Regions from separate parts of the Mus musculus genome. Here region 2 is linked to region 1. A link is a contact called in public HiChIP or PLAC-seq data. All regions are on one chromosome and are shown on one strand. Each heading gives the region's core, a stretch centred on a gene start, on an enhancer-like site or on the middle of the called end of the contact. The rest is flanking DNA. Distances are from core to core; before and after follow the strand shown.

The links. HiChIP or PLAC-seq counts read pairs in DNA pulled down with a chosen protein or histone mark.
Region 2: a contact with region 1 is called in an H3K27ac HiChIP or PLAC-seq map of heart atrium, with 5 read pairs. The contact joins two enhancer-like sites. A contact is called at or near these places in 1 of 115 datasets of contacts at active chromatin or transcription factors (heart atrium) and 1 of 9 other capture datasets (macrophages).

Annotation. Positions count from the first base shown.
Region 1 is chr2:143,868,644-143,875,029 of GRCm38.p6, reverse strand. It overlaps Gm33648 (a long non-coding RNA gene), which reads right to left. Exons shown (of 3, transcript XR_375039.4): 3 at 2,214-4,490. It also overlaps a transcript of Bfsp1 not described here. Among named protein-coding and RNA genes, the nearest start is that of Gm33648, 8.5 kb to the right of the region's middle. Within about 2 kb of position 3,604, at least 40 of the 459 cell types and tissues checked have an H3K27ac peak or open chromatin away from gene starts, as enhancers often do. A contact at or near this core is called in heart atrium, where this site is marked.
Region 2 is chr2:144,122,538-144,128,119 of GRCm38.p6, reverse strand. All of the region lies in intron 2 of Banf2os (a long non-coding RNA gene), which reads left to right. Among named protein-coding and RNA genes, the nearest start is that of Gm5535, 64 kb to the left of the region's middle. Within about 2 kb of position 4,244, at least 59 of the 459 cell types and tissues checked have an H3K27ac peak or open chromatin away from gene starts, as enhancers often do. A contact at or near this core is called in heart atrium, where this site is marked.

The DNA of each region.
Region 1 (6,386 bases), core at 2,355-4,854:
GTTATAATTTTTGTGAAAACAGTAAATAATTATAATTTTAACAGTTCACTTGCCAATAAGAAGACATCTTTACTTGCAGGCTTTATCAGTTCCTATGGTGTAAACACCCTCACTGCAGGCTTTGTCAGTTCCTATGGTGTAAACACCCTCACTGCAGGCCAGGCTTTGTCAGTCCCTATGGTGTAAACACCCTCACTGCAGGCTTTGTCAGTTCCTATGGTGTAAACACCCTCACTACAGGCTAGGCTTTGTCAGTCCCTATGGTGTAAACACCCTCACTGCAGGCTAGGCTTTGTCAGTCCCTATGGTGTAAACACCCTCACTGCAGGCTTTGTCAGTTCCTATGGTGCACAGCCTCACTGCATGCTTTGTCAGTTCCTATGGTGTAAACAGCCTCACTGCAGGCTTTATCAGTGCCTATGGTGTAAACACCCTCACTGCAGGCTTTATCAGTCCCTATGGTGCAAACAGCCTCACTGCATGCTTTGTCAGTTCCTATGGTGTAAACACCCTCACTGCAGGCTAGGCTTTCTCAGTTCCTATGGTGCAAACAGCCTCACTGCATGCTTTGTCAGTTCCTATGGTGTAAACACCCTCACTGCAGGCTAGCCTTTGTCAGTTCCTATGGTGTAAACACCCTCACTGCAGGCTTTATCAGTTCCTATGGTGTAAACAGCCTCACTGCAGGCTTTATCAGTGCCTATGGTGTAAACACCCTCACTGCAGGCTTTATCAGTTCCTATGGTGTAAACACCCTCACTGCAGGCTTTGTCAGTTCCTATGGTATAAACACCCTCACTGCAGGCTAGGCTTTGTCAGTTCCTATGGTGTAAACACCCTCACTGCAGGCTTTGTCAGTTCCTATGGTGTAAACACCCTCACTGCAGGCTAGCCTTTGTCAGTTCCTATGGTGTAAACAGCCTCACTACAGGCTAGGCTTTGTCAGTTCCTATGGTGTAAACACCCTCACTGCAGGCTAGGCTTTGTCAGTTCCTATGGTGTAAACACCCTCACTGCAGGCCAGGCTTTGTCAGTTCCTATGGTGTAAAAACCCTCACTGCAGGCTAGGCTTTGTCAGTTATATGGTGTAAACAGCCTCACTGCAGGCTTTGTCAGTTCCTATGGTGTAAACACCCTCACTGCAGGCTTTGTCAGTTCCTATGGTGTAAACAGCCTCACTGCAGGCTTTGTCAGTCCCTATGGTGTAAACAGCCTCACTACAGGCTTTGTCAGTTCCTATGGTGTAAACACCTCACTGCAGGCTTTGTCAGTTCCTATGGTGTAAACACCCTCACTGCAGGCTTTGTCAGTTCCTATGGTGTAAACAGCCTCACTGCAGGCTTTGTCAGTTCCTATGGTGTAAACACCCTCACTGCAGGCTAGGCTTTGTCAGTTCCTATGGTGTAAACACCCTCACTGCAGGCTAGCCTTTGTCAGTTCCTATGGTGTAAACAGCCTCACTACAGGCTAGGCTTTGTCAGTTCCTATGGTGTAAACACCCTCACTGCAGGATAGGCTTTCTCAGTTCCTATGGTGTAAACATCCTCACTGCAGGCTTTGTCAGTTCCTATGGTGTAAACACCTCACTGCAGGCTAGCCTTTGTCAGTTCCTATGGTGTAAACATCCTCACTGCAGGCTTTGTCAGTTCCTATGGTGTAAACACCCTCACTTCAGGCTTTGTCAGTTCCTATGGTGTAAACACCCTCACTGTGACTGACTTCAAGCTGCTGCTGCCAAGCCAAGCACACAGCAGGTTCCTGCAAGTTTAGCAGTCGACTCTCATGAGCTGCTCCGAAGCATCTCCAGACCAATGACAGCAGATGACTCAGTCAAATCACGTCCGCTAAGCAGACTTGGGCTCCTTGGTTTGGTGTCTTTGTGATATCCTGGAATACAGCACAGAGTTTACTAGAACAGCACACAGCAAACCCTGGATGAGTGGCTTGTTCAGATCCAGTGTGCGTCACCATCTTAATTTTCTGTTGCTGTAACACAATACCTGAAAGTGGGTAATTTATGAAGAATAGAGGTTTGTTTCAGCTTCTGGCTTTGTTTTTGTTGTGTCTGCTTTGACACTTAAACACTGAAGCCAGGGCTTTTCTCATGTTAAGTGCTTGTTCATTTTACCTAAATGAGCTATAATTCCAGTTTTTGGTTTACAGGTTAAAAAAAAAAATCTTTTGTTATTTTTGAATGATAGCTCGAATTTATTTTCTTCAAGAACAGGCATTTGATAACCAAACAAAACAAGTAGATTCTAAGCAAAGGCTGACAGGAAAATGATTGGGTCCTCACAGTGTAATAACTGCTTCAGGAAGCTTCATCAGAAGGGACCCAAGCTTAGGTAGAGTCCACTACCTTTTCTCTCATAAGGCTTAGGGGGACATGGTGCATCATGTGGAAAAGCTAGTCAGGATAGTGGAAAATGGAAGCATGAGGCTTGTCAGGAGGTGCAGCAGTCAATCCTCTGGGTCTCCAGCTGCAGGCATATCTACAAAGCCTTAGTATATAGGAGAGACTGATAGGACCTCTTACACGCGTTCTCGCGACCGGCCAGGAAGAACGCAACAAACCGGAATCTTCTGCGGCAAAAGCTTTATTGCTTACATCTTCAGGAGCCAGAGAGCAAGACCTTCTTTTTTTGTTATGCTGGGGCTCCAGGATTGCCAGAGCCGATGGGGTCACTCCCAGTAGTCATCACAGCCACCAGGAATCAACAGGACCTGGCCTACTGTGGTTGATAATAACAACCACTGAAGCCTCCAGGACACCCTCACCACTTTCTGCAGCGTGCATAGCTCCTCGTTCATCTCCCTCAGGCCATGTCTTGACTACTCCCACCTTCTCTGCTGGAAGTCTTCTAACCTACTCTCTTCTCCCTAGTCTCATGGTTCTTGAAGCTGGGAAGCGCAAGGGCATCATCTACCTCAGCAGAAGGCCTCCTGCTGCTCTAACCTGCAGAGGAAAGCTGGAGAAGAAGTGGGCATGTGCAGAAGACAAGACAGTGATACCAGGCTGCAGAAGCGCTCGCTGCCTTATTCCTGGGAGATAGGCGGTTCTATGCTCATGAGGGTCTTGTCCTGGGACACATCTGCTGATGAACCCTGCCTCCAGATGCTGCCAGATGCTGGTGGAGGAGGGAGTTCTGTGGCAGAGCATTTGCCTAGCACGCACAGGGTCCTGGGTTTCATCCCAGCACTTCAAAAAGCAACACAACAACAACAGCAACAACAACGAAGCGAAGCGAATCTTCTAAATATTCCAAAATTTGGACTTTGGAGGACACAATTGTGCCTTTGCTCTCTCCCCTGGGAGAAAACACCCTCTTTAATTATCCTTGCTAGGTCATATAGTTAGGGTCACCAAGGACAGTCCAAGAGCGTTTTAGACACAAGGGCCACTTACAGCTCTGCGGCTGGGGTGAAGACTGCTGTGTTCAGCAAAGGCTGACCACAGAACAAAATAAGCAACTGGAGTCAGCCTGGATGCCGACTGGGTTTTGTTTTAGGCTCATATCTGAAAAGCCACAGCCTCCTTTGAGGAGGCCTGGGATGTGTCCTCGTCACCTAGAGATCGCTTCCTCCCTCCCTCTCAGCCCTTTTCAAGGGACTTAGTTTTTCCCTTTCTCATGTCTTATAAGTACAGCCATTCTCCTGCCTGCTGCAGATACCATGTGACCAAAGATGTATTGGTGCTCTGTTCTTTTATAGGTCCTCTAATGATGAATGATGACATAAATCTAGCTATCAATGTGGGGAAAAGTGGAGAGCAAAGTATATTTCAATTTGAGACTGCTGCTAAATTTGACTCTGCCCTTTGAAACAGTTCAGTCAGCGAAGCTGGAGTGCGAGGCCAGGCCCTCCTCTGAGCTGCTGATAAGAGCGAGCCCAGGCAAGGCTTTATCTGTGGTCACATGGTCTCTAGCTTCCCAGAGAAAGTTTCAAGATGACCCTCCCAACAGCCAACAATCTCATCTTTCATTTTGAGTTTCCAAGGTTCTCTCACACCCCCTCACCTACCCCTGCCTTTTGAAACCAGGCTTCGAGGTGTGTCAGAAGTTTTAGTAGTTGATGAGTGAGATACTGGATCGCTGAGTTCCTGTGTAGCTAATGGGAAATAGACGGGATAAAAAGAAGGCTTAACAGAAGAAAGCTTAAGGCAGGGATAGTATCTAGGGTTATGGACAATGTCCAAGGAAGCAACAAAATACAGCCAAGTGCCCAGGGAGGAGTGACAGTGGGAAACACAGAGAGAAACTAAATATAATTTAGGGGGGAGTTTAAGTGTGAGAGTTGGGGATTAGAGCTTAGTATAGTCTCCACACAACCCTTCCTGTACTCCTGTGCAGGACTTGAAACAGCTGATGAGATAGGCAGCATAGGATATCATTCTTTCAATTTCAGCCAAATCGAGGCAGAGGATCATCCTTGGGGTTGTTCCTTTGTGAAATATTTCAGTCAGTGTCATCTGATAGCATGGGGAAGTAGTCCTGGATAAAACATATAAACAAACAAAATCCAGACAAACAAACAAACAACCTTCACACCGTAGAGTCCCCCAAAGCAATGGCCACCTCCAATGTATGTTTAAGTTTGTTTTGTTACGTTTGCTTTTGTAACCGGATGCCGTGTTGGTCTGGCTGGTTTTGACCCCACTCCCGCTGTGTAGCCACAACTGCCTTGAACTCCTGATTCTCTTTCCTGTGAGTGCTGGGATTGCAGGGGTGCAGCAGGACAGCTGACTGTGCGTTTAAATGTGAGTGTGCCTTTCCATCAGAAATGCCTTCCCAGGTGTCTGTGCTCAGTTCTGGAGGATCCATCTTCTAACTGATATAAAGCAAGGCTTGAAAGAGTCTCTCTAATTTTTTTAAATTGCATTCTTGTTTATTCATTTTATGTGCGTACGTGTGTGTGCGCAGGTGTGTGTGTGTGTGCATATCACAGTACAGCTATGAAAGTCACAGGATAACCTTTGTGGGAGGGTTTTCCCCTTCCACCTTGTGTGTTCTGGGGCTAGAACTCAGGTCATCAGGCACCTTTGCCTGATTGCCATGAATCAAACAACCGCTTTTATTCCCCTCAGACAGGGTTTCATTCTGTGGCCCCCCTGGCTTGAAACTTGCCCTCTGGACCAGGCTGACTTTGAGCTCACAGGGATCTGCCCGCCTGCCTCGGCATCTGATTTAAGGCATTGAGCATCACATCCATCCAGCCTAAAGTGTCTGCTTACAATGTCTTCCTTTTTCATTTTTATTTTAAGTGTGTGGGTGTTTTGCCTGTATGCGCTGCCCATGGAAGCCAGAAGAAGAGTGTGGGATCTCCTGGGACTGGAGTTACAGATGGTTGTAAGCCACCATGTGGGTTCTGGGAACTGAATGTGGGTCCTCTGCAAGAGCAACAAGTGCTTTTCACTGCCGAGCCATCAGTGTTACATCTTAAAGAGAGGTACAGAGCAAAAATCTGGTTAGCAGGGGGAGATTGACATTCACAGAAGTTAGCTGTGAAAGAGGCTTCTCTATACTCAGCCAGGATGGCGAGGCCTGTAGGGACAATGACACATCTCTACATCTCAGAGGCCCTGGGTAGGGTGACTCTTCCTTCACAGCCAGAGTGAGGATGAGTTGGTGTGAACATCAATAACATCCTAAGGATGTGTCCCATTGTCTTATGTGCAAGAAGCACAAGACTTGATATCGCTTAAGAGCTCCAGCGTGATAAAGTTATATGGCAGACTGAAACAGTGCTCATAGCTGTCAGTGGCGTTGTGGTTGCTGAGGCCACTCCATCTGGGGCATCCGTGGATCATTTCTTGCATTTTTAATTGTTACTAAGAGGTATTTGCTGGGTTGGAGAGATAGGTCAGTGGTTAAGAGCACTGACTGCTCTTCCAGAGGTCCTGAGTTCAATTCCCAGCAGCCACGTTGGTAGCTCACAACCATCTGTAATGGGATCTGATGCCCTCTTCTGGTGTGTCTGAAGACAGCTACAGTGTACTCATTCCTATACATAAAATAAATAAATCTTAAAAAAGAAGAAGAAGGAGGAGGAGGAGGAGGAGGAGGAGGAGGAGGAGGAGGAGGAGGAGGAGAAGGAGAAGAAGAAGAGGAGCAATTTGCTTTACAGTTACTTAGGGATGTGGCCCCTGGCCAGTTTATTAAGCTCCAGTGGATGGTTCCTCATCCATATTATATAAGCAGCATTGATAGACTTGATGCATTATTTGTTTATAGAAGGAGGAGGAGGAGGAAGAGGAGGAGGAGGGGAAAAGGAGGAGAGGAGGAAGAGAGGAGGAGGAGGAAAGAGAGCTGGAGAGATGGCTCAGTGGGTAAGAACACTTGTAGTTTTTACAGAGGACCTGGGTTCAGTTCCCAGCACCCACATAACTC
Region 2 (5,582 bases), core at 2,995-5,494, 250 kb before region 1:
TATAAAACCACCCATAGGCATCCTTGGTCTCAGACTTTGGTCCTAATTTGGCCAATTTTCCCTATTGCCTTTACTAGAAATTAACTTTGGTATAATTAAGCAATTAACATTGTATAAATTCTCACCAAATGGCCATCAGTATCCTTTGTTTGGGGTCAACCAGCCTGTCTAATGTTAGGATACCTTTCCTTCAAATCAGTGGTGCCTAAAAGAAGGCTCCCCACCCCTCATTTCAGAAGCATGCTTATGAATATTCATGGTTCTGGCTTCTGGCTTCACACACTAGAAAACACGATTTATTCCTTAGGCTAATGAGCTCTTCAGTTTCATTCATGGTAGAGAAAGAGGTCTTGTTTTTCTGGATAATTTATTTCGGGTGCTAGTCCATTTTCTGGAAGGGATCATTCCATTAAGACGCTGAGCACATTTCAAGAGAAGAGTGGCGCTGAGAAATGCTCGCTCTGCACAGACAAGCCTGCCCACCCGAGGGCTGCACCCAGGGCTGCCGGCAGTGAGGCTGGAGGGTGAGATGGCTATTAGGGAGAGCATGTGGGATCGGAATCACTGAGGTGGCACCCTGTGAGGTCATAGAGGTCACAGCAAGGCAGCAGGGGAGGCTGGGTGTGCATAGCACACAGCTGGAACCCGAGGTACTGAAGAGTGAGCTCAGGAGACTTCACAACCTGGTTCATTCTCCTAATGGAGCACAGAAGAGCACGTTCCCACCTCTGGCTCTCTCTCTCTCTCTCTCTCTCTCTCTCTCTCATGTTCATCTGACTCCAGCACACCCATCCACATAGTTCCCCTCCACCCTCCATCTGCCCTGTGATGGCGGCCCTCTGTGCTCTGCTGGCTGCCAGCACGGCTGGAAATGGCACAGACATAGCAGCTGCCTTCCATAGAGAGTCTGTCCATGGGAGGCACTGGAGAGGAACTAGAAGCCAGCAGGCATGAGGACAGGCCCTTGTCATTTCTGTTGCAAGGAGGACAGTGCATAGGGTTCTACCCAACCATGCAGCCCATGGTGGGACCGTTCCCTTTTCTCTGCGGCTCCTCCAGTGGCAAAGAGCTTATAGTTCCCTGAAGTTATTTATGTGTATGTGTGTGCACCTGCATGAGCTTATAGGCACCATGTATATGCAGTTACCTGAAGAGACCAGAAGAGGGCGTTGCATCCCCCCGGTATTAGACTTACAGGCAGTTGTGAGTGGCCTGGCATTGATGCTGGCACCTGAACTAGAGTCCTCTGAATGAGCTGTACTAGACCTGAGCCATTGAGGCCTCTCTCTAACCCCCTTTCTGCAGATATTAATCTTTCAGAGCTTTTCCCTTTTCCTGTGAGCCCTATCAGCCCTTCCAATACCGCAGTTCCTGTTTAGTGACAGGGAATAGTCTCAGGTACCCTGTGCCTGCCTGAAACAGCTGACAGCCTCAGATCATACGTAACCATGCTTCCCACCCATGCACACATGCCCTGAGATACAGTTTATCTTATTAATTACACTTAGTAAGAAATTGGGTCAGTAATAGAACAACTATAAAACACATACAGCATAAGAGTTGTTTAGAACTTAAACATGATATATTACTTCACGTGGGAACTTTCCATTTAGTATGTTCAGACTGCCATTGAGCACAGGCAGCTGAAACTGCCAAGAGTGAAATCAGAGATAAGGGAGGGACTATTGTATATGGCGGCCAGTTTCCTGCATTAGACTCCTTACTTATGTTAGAAATAACTAAGGAGGCCCCTATTTCTCCAACTGAACAGGGACCGTTTTATGGGTCACCAGAGTTGTGTAGAGATTTGTGTCTCAGGAGATAAATGACATATAGGCACAGCTATACTATTCTTTTGCAATTTTCTCTTCAGCATGACACCCACCCTTAGCCTTCAACTAAAGCCCCACCCCCTGTCCTAAGGTGTTCAGGTCTGTCTCAACCCTGGCCACTTCCCCTTTGGCACGTTTCCTTTGGCCACTACCTGTGCCTGGTGGTTTCCACAACTAGAGACATGTTTGCAGCTATGGTCAATCCAGAACATGAATGGTAGGGCTTTAAGCTCCTGCCATCCCATCCCAGCCTTCAGGGGTCTAACATGCTGCCTTAGTTGGCTCAGTTTGCTTGAACAGCAAGCACCCCACTTCTCACAGTTCTGAAAGTTCAACTTCCGAGGTCGAGGTGTTTCATCACAGCGATGATACCCTAAGTAGGACAGCTGGACTGGGTAGCATGAGTTTGTAATGCCAGCGCTCCTATGGGAAGACGAGAACTGGACAGGAGAATGCCTGGAAAGTCAGGGGCCAGCTGTCCTGGCTTAGATAGCAATGAGCAACAAAGCATGTGTCACAGAAGGGCTGGGAGATGATGGTTCACTAGGTGATGTGCTCGTTAGATCACAGCGGAAGGACCTCAGTCTAAATCCTACAGAAAGCTGGTGTGCTGGCTAGTTTTCTGACAAAAGCTAGAGTCATCTCCGAAGAGGAAAACTCAGTTGAGAAAATGCCTCCAGAAGATCAGACTGCAAAACAGGAGGAGGCAGCACACACCTTTAATTTCAGCACTCAGGAGGCAGAGGCCCCTGTAAGTTCGAGGCCAGCCTGGTCTACAGAGCTAATCCCAGGACAGCCAGGGCTATTCAAGGAAGAAACCCTATCTCAAAAACAAACAAACAAACAAACAAAGAAACAAACAAAGAAACAAACCAACAAAAAGAATCAGGCTGCAGTTGGCCAGGTATGGTGGCATGTACCTTAAATTCTAGCACTTAGAGGCAGAGGTAGGAAGCCAGCTGGCCTGCTATGCATATGTGTCCATGTGTCCATGTGTCCTTCCTTCCTTCCTTCCTTCCTTCCTTCCTTCCTTCCTTCCTTCATCTCTCTCTCTTTCTCTCTCTCTCCCTCTCCCCCTCCTTCCCTTCCCTCCCTTCCTTCCTTCCTTCCTTCCTTCCTTCCTTCCTTCCTTCCTTCCTCTCTCTCTCTCTCTCTCCCTCTCCCCCTCCTTCCCACTCTCCCTCCCTCCCTCTCTCCCTCCCTCCCTCCCTCCCTTCCTTCCTTCCTTCCTTCCTTCCTTCCTTCCTCTAAACCTCTTTGAAACAAGGTCAGTGCCTTGTTTATTTCTGTCTCCTGCCCTTGCTATAAGTTGTTGTTGCATAAACCTGCAGAAAGTTGCACTGTGATCTTCCCAGCTCATCTTACAGAGGCTCCTCACTCTGCCATCCCCACACTTGCTTCCATATGGTTTGTTGTCTCTGGTAGCTCCTTCAGGCATGACATCCACCTCATAGTTAGCCACTGATTTCCAGTTCTTGACCAGAACCTGGTGCTCTGCAAGTTCCCTCTTAGTAACACTTATACATCATGTTCATTTTGGGGGCTCCAACTTTCAGAAGCCTCTCTGCCCACCAGAAGCTCATTGTCTGACTCCCCTGACTGCTTGACACACAGAGTGCAAGGCAGGTAGTCTGGGACACAACCCCAGAGATACTTGTAGGAGAGAAGCAGGGAAGCGGGGTTAGTAGCAGACAGAGGTTCAGCTGCTGCTGTGGGTGACATGAGCTTCATAAGACAGAAATATCCTTGGAAAAGGTGTAAATCACCCTCCTTACAGTCATCCCCGACAAAGCCAGGGCATCAGTGTTAGTCAGGATTCACTAGAGGGATAGAACTGACCGGGTGAGTAGACATTACCAATTCAATTCGCTTATGTGATAGTGGGTAGGTAGTTACAATGGCTGACTTCACGCTGGAGAGGCTGAGAACCCAGTAGCTGGACAGTTCATGAGGTTAGATGCCCCAGCAGTTCCAGTGATGCTGAACACTGAATGGTTTCTGGAGAGTCACTGTTGAGAGCCTGAAGAAGCTGGAGTCTGATGTTTTCTGAGGTTGGCAGCAGCAGCAGCAGAGTAGATGCATTCACTATCAAGAAGCAAAGGCTGGCTAGCAATACTGTCATCCCCCCCCCCCCCCCACTTCCCCTGGCCCTGGCCCTGCCTTAGGACCTCTTAATTTCTGGATTGCTGTGAGAAGGTGCTGCCACTCAGTTAATCCTTCTTAGAACCACAAACTCACCTCCAAAGGCATATCCAATCAGATGGACAGTCAAGATTATCCATTATACCAACACCTTTGCAGTCGTTGGCTGGGGATTCCTCTTGGGAGAAACAGATACTTTAGTATTCCCAATCCTAAATTTGCAGACAGTCTTCTGTGGTGTGATGAGAAAGCCCTAGGAAGAGGCAGCTGGAACTTGGCAGGAAGTCAGTGAAATGGCAGAACGGATGGAGAGGAGTGAGCTCCAAGAACCTCTACCCCTGATCTTGCATGTGCTGTGATATCTGGAGATGAGCATCTCTTTTGTGACTCTGAGTGATAAGCAAGAAGATGGTAAACCAACACACAGAAGCTGGTGCTGTGGGGTTGATAGGAGGGAGCAGGAGGGGGGTAACCATGGTTCTTAGTGTCACTGGCAGCTACACTAAACTGAGCCACATTCCTAGTGCATGAAATAACTGTGTCTGTAATTCTCCAAGCCACTGTTACTGCGGTGTCCTGTTACGTGTTGTTAAGTGAATTCTGCTGGAAACAGAGCTATGGAATGAAGAGTTGGGAAAGTCAGCCCAAGCAGCTTAGTAGACTCCGACACACCCGCCGTCTCAATGTTTGCTTCAAGGGAAGTTGAGATGAGATTCTAAGTAAATGCTTGTTAATAGACAGCTGAAACGGTAACAGGCTAGGTACCACCAGTGCAGGGTGCGCCAATTTCCACGTGTTAAGGAATTCAGTTCTTATCCCTTTGGCTAATGACCATGTACTTTGGGTCTCCTTTTGTCATCTGATTCCACATTAAGACACCATCTGACATTAATTGTTGGTTTCTCAGATCCTCTGCTATTCTGGAATGGCTCAAAGGTCACTAATAAAGTCTTTTGGCCAATTTATTAATAGTCACAGCTATTTTTACTTCTGCTTGTTGCGGTGCAACACTGTGTAGTACTGGAAGCATAGGGACGCTGTTTTCCTTTGGTGTCTTTTGTAGGAGCTGGGTGGGGGAAAGGGTTATACAGGACGTCTTGGCATCACCAGGATAAGTAGCTTCGGGGCTGGGCACAACTGCAAATTGCCTCCTTGTCAAGATCCCTTTGACAAGGGAGAAGGCAAGTGTGAGAAATCCAATTCAAGCACACAGGGAATTCGTTGACTCCAGTGATAAGACTCCAGCAATAACGCTCACGCAAAGCTGGCTCCAGCGGCTCTGGTGGGGCACGCACCCTCTCTGCTCTGCGTTCCTCCCCTTTGCTCTTGGTTTCTTTCCACTTCTCTCTCTCTCTGTTTTCTCCTTCTCATGTGCACACACACACAAACCTCATCCTACCTTGCTTCTATTTACCTTTATTCCACTCTATTCCCATGCCATGCAAAATGGCAGCCACGCTTCTGGTTGTTTCCACGTTTTCTGGGTAGCCTTTCCGCGATCCTCTAGCAACTTCACAAGGTCCCAGATTGGGCTTCCCTGAGTCAATCATAGTGATCAAGAAGATAGAAGATTCTGATTGGTTGCCCTGGGTCAATGCCTGTAGCAGT